2 separate regions of the Mus musculus genome follow, and region 2 is linked to region 1. Evidence: chromatin contacts called from public promoter capture Hi-C data. All regions are on one chromosome and are shown on one strand. Each heading gives the region's core, a stretch centred on a gene start, on an enhancer-like site or on the middle of the called end of the contact. The rest is flanking DNA. Distances are from core to core; before and after follow the strand shown.

Region 1 (3,541 bases), core at 627-3,126:
CACAGGAGACGTAGGCTGGACGGAGGGGGGAGGGGGACTTGGTACCTGGTTCCAGGGCAAATTGACAGTGAAACCTTGGCCCTGCCCTTGGCCAACTGCATCTGCATCAGACTCTGGGAGAAACGGCCAGAAGCTTCCATGCTCATAGCGGTGCCAAGAGAAATAAAGGACACTGTCGACAATTGGCCAGGTCAGAAGTGAGGTCCCTTAGCAACTCCACAGCTTCTCAAAGAACCCTAACTCTTAAGACCCCTAGTCTCACCACTGGAATTTTATCCCCAAAATGGTGAGCGGCAGAGAAGGGCTGTGTCCACACCCCAGCTCACCTGGGGTCATCGTTGAAGATATACTGGATGCCCTGGCCATGGTGGACATCCCAGTCGACAATGAGAATCCTAAATTCGGACAGTACTGGGGATTACTGGAAGTGGCTGCCTTTCCACCTTTAGGCTAGGAGCTCAGCCAGGAGTGGAGGGAGCTGGGTGGGACCTCTTAACCACCAACTCCACCTCTTCCTATTTAGTTTGGGTCCCCCACACTTGCAGGTCAAGCTTGGACACACCTCTGCAGCCCATATTTCTGCTTGGCATGTTTGGCTGCTAGAGCCACATTGTTGAACACACAGAATCCATTGGCAGCTGCCCTCTGACTGTGGTGCCCTGGAGGCCTAGGGTGTAAAAAAAAAAAAAGGAAACACCGGGCATGTCAGAGTCATTCTGTCCCCTCACAGGGTCACACACAGACAGCTAGGGGAGGAAGGTGGTTCTCACCTCACCAGGGCAAGCCCATTGTGCACAGCTCCTGTTAGCACAGCATCGACCAGCTGCAGTGCAGCCCCCGCTGCCAGCCGGGCACAGTGAAAGGTGTCCTGTGAGCCAGAGTGCAATTGAGCCTGGGACCTGACCTGCTTGTCCCAGGTTGCAGGTTTCCCACTGCTGAGCAGACAGGGCTGGGGCATTGGCAAGCAAAACATGGTAGGGTACGGTCATAAAGCATAAACAAGGAGACACTGGCAGGTGAGCAGACTTGGGTGTGAATGCACCTAGGCAGGCATATGGACATAAATCTGGGTGAATGGGCGTGTATGCTGGCTCGCACCGGGTGAAAGTAGACAGCATTGTACTGCTTAGACAGTGCGTGGAGCTCCTCTTTATCCAGGGTCTGGGTCTTCTGCACCAGGGCTATATATTCCGGGCTGCAGATCAGCAGGCGGGCCACCAGCAGGACAGGAAGGAAAGGAGCAGAGATTCCTGGTGGGAGTGCCCACCCAGTAATCCCTTTTAGCCCACACCACGGTGAACCCAAGGGAATGCTAGCGGAGCTATAAAAGGTTCGGGTCCCCAGATCTGTCATAGTCTGACCTGTGCACCAAGCCCAACTCTTCCTCTGATGCCTCACAAGCTGACAAACACAGGCACCTTTCTTCCAGGCCACGCTGCCGCAGGCCATCCAGGGCAGCTGTCAGGCGCTCTGGGCACTCAATTTCGCACTCGGGGCTGGAGCAGACAAGGATCTCAGTGTTCAGGGTTCCCTCCCGGCCCCCTACTTCTGTCAAGACACACTTACTCATCCCAGAGCAGTCGAGTGGCTGTCATGTCCTCGTGGTACACAAGTGCTGTGCCCATAGCTACACCGTGGTCACTTTGATCCGCTCTAACGCAACACGCCCTCTGCCGGCAGGTAATTGCACTGCCCGGTCTCACCTAACTATGCACGTAAACAATCCTCACTCGGGACGAACTGGGTTGTGCACGCTGGACCTGGGCAAGAGGAAACCACCCCAGGCCCAGGTCCGGGCTCAAGCCCGCCCGATTGTCAGAAGAGAACCGCTGGAAACTGAACTAAGCGTGACGCCAAACGCCTAACTTCCGGCTTCCTCTTTTACAGACTCCGGCCCGCCCCTAGGCGAGATTAGGGTGGAGTAGACCAAAAGGCTGAGCTCCCCTGGGATTGCGCGCGCTCTGTGTGTCTTTCTCTCTCTGCCTCTCTTTCTCTCATTGTCTCTTTCTCTTAGGCTGCAACTTCAGTGCCACCGACAACTACGTGTGGCGCGGAGCCTACGACCAGTACCGCCTCCAGTGTCCTTCTTGAAATGGATAGGAAGACAGGGCTGCCTGTCCTCAGGCCATCCATAGCTACAGCCGCAGCTATGCTTCCTTCTTGCCCCCAGCATCCTCCTAGCCTAACCTGGTAGTTTAGGCCACAGAGTCAGAAATGCCAACTGTCAATCACAACCAATTTGCCTGCTCCCGCAGGTGAAAGATGGAGAGGAGAGAAGTGAGCAGGGTGTGTATGTGAGTGCCTGCGGGGGCTGGCCTGGGCTGGATCAAAGCACTGAACTTCCAGAAGGGACTGACAGAAAGGCCACAGGTAAGAAAGAGGCCACTGGAATAGAAGAGTTATATAAGACGCCAGGCCAGCCAGGAAAACTGCAGCACAGTGTGAGGCTAGGAAGGGTAGAGGGTTCTGAGCAAGGAAGGGTGAGGAAGCAGGGAAGGGGGCCTTAGGAAAGGAGGAACAAAGGAGACATGAGCTCAAATACCAGCTAAGACTATACATATATATATATATATATATATATATATATATATATATATATATATGTATGTTTGTATGTATATATGTATATATATATACACACACACAAATAAACACACACAGATATATACACACATATATACATACACATATATACATACATGTATATATACATATATATGTATATACATATATATATATATACACACACACATTTCCATAGTCCAGCCTTGTCTCCAGTTCCGAAATGAGTGTTGGCATTACAGATGCCTCAAGATGGGGGGAAGGGACAAGACACACCCCCAGGATGATGAGGGGAAGGGGGCAAGGCTGCCGCTGACGTCTGTGATAGGAACACATACAACTATCATGTACAGGGGAAACCAAAGAGCCCTGGAGTGGTTAGAAGTAGGTGCCCTCTGCCATACTCAGGAGTTGGGAGTTCAGGCAAGGATTTTGGAGGAGCCCAAAGCTTCTCCATCTTCTAAAAGCCAATTAACTACCCTGGTTTATGTATATTGTGGGGTAGGGCATGAACTGAGCCACACCTCTGTAACTGGGTGAAGTATTTGAAGCCTTGGACCATGGTTATCACAAGGGGATTCAGGCAGTGGAGCCATGGTCATGGCATCTCCTCTGACAAGATTAGACTGGGCAAAGTGTATTTGCCCAGAACTTGTCAAATGAAGGGAATGAAAGACCTCACCCTTATGTCCTGCCCTGTCGCACCTGTCCTTGGGACATGAGGAAGAACATGGACCATCTAACCAGCCCAAGTGTGGTCTCGTGTCTAATGGCTTGCAGATGACAGTATGGGTTCAGGGAGGCTGCCAGGGAAATGCTGGTAGAGAGCTAAGACCTTCCTCACTAGAAGTCTGGACCATTGGAAGACAAATGCTGCAAACTCAGAAAGAAGGAGGCATCCCTCTATCTGGGTCTTAACATCATCTTCCCCACCATCCTCCCTTGCATCAGTCTCCAGACCTCCTGCTCAGACTCTGAG
Region 2 (3,541 bases), core at 324-2,823, 370 kb after region 1:
AGGCTTGAGGGTAGCAGGGAACAGACGTACAGAGGCACTGGAGACTCAGCTCTGCCGGGTAAGCGGGTTTTTTAAGGGAGGTTCTTTAGGGAGAAGGCTCTCCCTCAAGGGGTAGGGATGTGGGAGTGAGCCAGGTGGTCCATGGAGGACAATGCTGTGTGGTTGCGATTGGTCAGAGAGCCCTATATGGAGTCATGAAACATTTTGGGAAAGTGGAGGATCCGTGGGGGAGTGCAGGCTGTTCTGGGGGGGGGCAGTCTAAGCCAATCACTGTTCTGTGTGGGGTGAGGGCATTTCTGAGGTGACCCAGGTGGTCAGGGGGTGGGATCTGGGGAGGCTCTATCGTGTATAGGACCAGGGTAGTCCAGGGTTATTCCTGGGATGCGCAGGAATAGCCAGTTTTGTGGGCGATCCAGGGTTGCTCACGGAGAAGGTAGGAGAGGCTGTGGCTAAGGGGATGCTTTCTGCCACTGGCAGAGTTCCCGGCCAGGCTGCTCCACAAAAGCTGTCCAGTTTGTGCCGCCACCGATGAGTGGCTCTCTGGGGCCTTTAGGGGGTGAGGTGTAAGTCTAGGTATGCGGGAGAGTGCAGTGGAAGGCAGTAGACACTACCGAGTAGGGCAATTCATCCATTCAGGGGCTACACCTTTCTGGGCCTTGGGAGCTAGGCCCCCGTGCGTTGGGCACTTCCGAGGCAGCGCCGGGCTAAGGCTGGCACGCCACGCGGGCGGCGCCTGAGTTGGTTCACTCGCAGCGCTCCCCTCCCCGCCCACTCGTCACCCCCTCCCGCGTTGCCACGACAACGTGTGAAACTAAAATTCAGTTCCCCGCCGCAGGTGGAGACTAGTGGCGCCCCCTCCCCTAAGCCTTTCCTCGTAGGTCGCGCCCCCAGCCTGCTGTCGCTAAGGTGACGGGGAGGGGGCGACCAGCTGCAAGGTTGGGCTACCCAAGGTGCGGGAGGCCCGCAGAGTCCGGACAGACTCCCCAAACTCGGTTGTGGTGGGGGCCGAGAGGAACACCCTGGGCGCGGTTAGAAGGGTTGGTCTGGGGGGAGCTCCCGTGGACTGCAGCTCCGCCCTGCTCGCGCCTGGGGTTTGCAGCCCTCCGACTCCCACCCAGCACCGTGCTCGGGTGACCCCACCACCTCCTTGGGGTCTGGAGTGGGGTCGGCAGACTGGGGAGATTTCCACCCCGGGTCACCAATTTTCCTGCTTGTCTCTCCCTCTCAGTCGGCCTGTGGGTCCTCTTGCCCCGACGCGTTCCCCACCCAGCTCTAGAACCCTCCGTCACCCCAGTACGGTGGTCTGCGACGCTCGCCTGCAGCGGAAGCGCGGCGTGCCATCCCCCCGCTGTGTCAGCCACTCCCCCTCGACAGCCAACCCCCCCCCTCTTCGGCGCGGGCCCCCGGCCCCCGCCCTCTGCACCACACGCCCACGCCGCCCCGACCCCGCGGGGGACCCCAGTTTCCCGGCCCCGGGCTTCCCATCCCCGCCTCCGGCGCGGCCCCCTCCCCGCCTCCGCTCCGCTCCGGGCTCGGGCCCCCTCCCCCCGCCGCCCCCGCCCCCGGGGAAGGCAGGCGCCGCTCGAAGCCGGGGCCGATGCAGCTAAACCGTGCCGCCGTCGCCGCCGCCGCTGCGCCTGCGGAGCCCCCGGAGCCGCTGTCCCCCGCGCTGGCCCCGGCCCCGGCCCCCCCCGGCCCCCTCCCGCGTAGCGCGGTCGGCGGGGCTCTTGCGGGGGGTCAGGGGGGGCCAGGGCGCCGCGCGGAGTCCCCGTGCGCTCCTCTCTCCGCCGGGAACAGTCCGGGCCCGGGCGCTAGCACCGGGATGGACGGCCCCGGGGCCAGCGCCGTGGTCGTGCGCGTCGGCATCCCGGACCTGCAACAAACGGTGAGCCTTTGCGATCTCGCCGTACCCCTGTGTGGCCCGCTAGCGGTGACCCCCGCCGGGCGCGCCCTGCGCCAGGACCCCCGGCCGTGGCCACTCGCCCCTCCCCCGCCGCCTCCGCGGGACCCTCCCCATCGCCGGGGCGGGGCCCTGGAAGCCCAGCCCCGGGGCGGGGCCTCGGCCTCTGCGCGGTGGCGCGGGGTCCCTGCTCTCGCTCCCCAACTAGCCCTCCAAAGCGGGGCCCGGGGCGCGGGGCCCTGCGCCCGCAGGTCCGGGCTCACGACTCGCTCCGCTGCAGAAGTGCCTGCGTCTGGACCCAACCGCGCCCGTGTGGGCCGCCAAGCAGCGTGTGCTCTGCGCCCTCAATCATAGCCTTCAAGACGCGCTCAACTACGGGCTATTCCAGCCTCCCTCCCGGGGTCGCGCCGGCAAGTTCCTGGATGAAGAGCGGCTCTTACAGGACTACCCGCCTAACCTGGACACGCCCCTGCCCTATCTGGAGGTGCTGGGCCGACTGGGGTGGGGGTGGAATGGAGCGCTCAGGGTGTGATCTTTGAGCTCCGTGGCTGGAGCAGTAGAAGGGCAGGCCGGGAGGAGTTGGCGACAGGCGCGGTGGGGGGCTGTGTGCAGCCTGAGCAGTGTGCTGAGAGACCGAGGTGGGTACACCTCGAGTGCAGTGGGCAGGGTGAAGTGCAAGCTGCCTGTGTGGTAAGTGGTGTGTTGCAGCTTAAGCATGGAGAAACAGTGTGAGCGCCGTGTGTAGAGCGCTTGCAGCGAGCAATCTGGACAGCACACAATGAGCACATGCATGCCACACATGCACTGCACTCGGGGCGTGTGTGTGGTGCGAGCGGTTTAAGAGTGAGTGCGTTAGGGGTCATGTGGTGCGAACAGTGTCACTTGTGTGCACATTTGCCTCCTCTTGCCACTCACTCCCATGTCTTCTGAGGTTAGCCCAAAATAATATTAACACCATTTGTGACATATAAAGGTGATTTGAGTGCCATTCCATAGGGACGGAGACCTAGTCTCAATAGGAAGGGCTCGTCCTGTGTGTGTGTGTGTGTGTGTGTGTGTGTATACACCAAGGTCAAAGTTGGTCTGACCCTCATGGAATTTCCACCAGGAATTGGGTTATTTCTACTTGGAGTGGAAGTGTCTAGGAGAAGCTTAGTTTCAGATCTTGGGAGAGCAGTAGAGTTTTCCAGGTCCCAGTGGTGGAAATGAAGCTGACTTGAGCTGTGGGCCCACCAGGCCATTAGTTGGCCAAGTACTTCTCTGGACTGCCCATCGTTTCTGGGTAGTAGGTGGTCAGTAGCTGTCACTTCATTTCTGTCCACTCTGTACGTGTGTGTCTGGGACTTGCATGGCTGTGCGGGAGTGACACTGTGGGCAGGAGGGAGGCAAGCAGCCCGAGGTGGTAGCCACCTCTTGCTCACATGGGCCTGTGTGGTAGTCTTCTCCCCACCTTTTCTTTATCTGAGCAGTTCCGATACAAGCGGAGAGTTTATGCCCAGAACCTCATAGATGACAAGCAGTTTGCAAAGCTACACACAAAGGTAAGGAGGCAGTCCCTGGAGGGGACTCCCCATGGCCACTGACTGTCCCCATGCTGGCTTGACCCAGCCTGCTTTTCCCCCCAAGTTGATTTCAGGGCCT

What was found. Promoter capture Hi-C pulls out the DNA fragments that hold promoters and counts their contacts.
Region 2: a contact with region 1 is called in a promoter capture Hi-C map of embryonic stem cells. The contact joins the promoter of Shank3 here to the promoter of Hdac10 in region 1. A contact is called at or near these places in 5 of 39 promoter capture datasets (the HPC-7 cell line, cranial neural crest, embryonic stem cells and 2 more), 1 of 484 Hi-C or Micro-C datasets (embryonic stem cells) and 2 of 9 other capture datasets (adipose tissue and liver).

Annotation. Positions count from the first base shown.
Region 1 is chr15:89,126,824-89,130,364 of GRCm38.p6, forward strand. Hdac10 (histone deacetylase 10) reads right to left here and starts at 1,877. Exons shown (of 20, transcript NM_199198.2): 1 at 1,567-1,877; 2 at 1,362-1,496; 3 at 1,099-1,195; 4 at 771-868; 5 at 563-667; 6 at 327-395; 7 at 46-172. The coding sequence starts at 1,625. It overlaps Gm46530 (a long non-coding RNA gene), which reads left to right and starts at 1,716. Exons shown (of 2, transcript XR_001781738.2): 1 at 1,716-2,370.
Region 2 is chr15:89,498,035-89,501,575 of GRCm38.p6, forward strand. It overlaps Shank3 (SH3 and multiple ankyrin repeat domains 3), which reads left to right and starts at 1,574. Exons shown (of 22, transcript NM_021423.4): 1 at 1,574-1,885; 2 at 2,181-2,384; 3 at 3,370-3,441. The coding sequence starts at 1,598.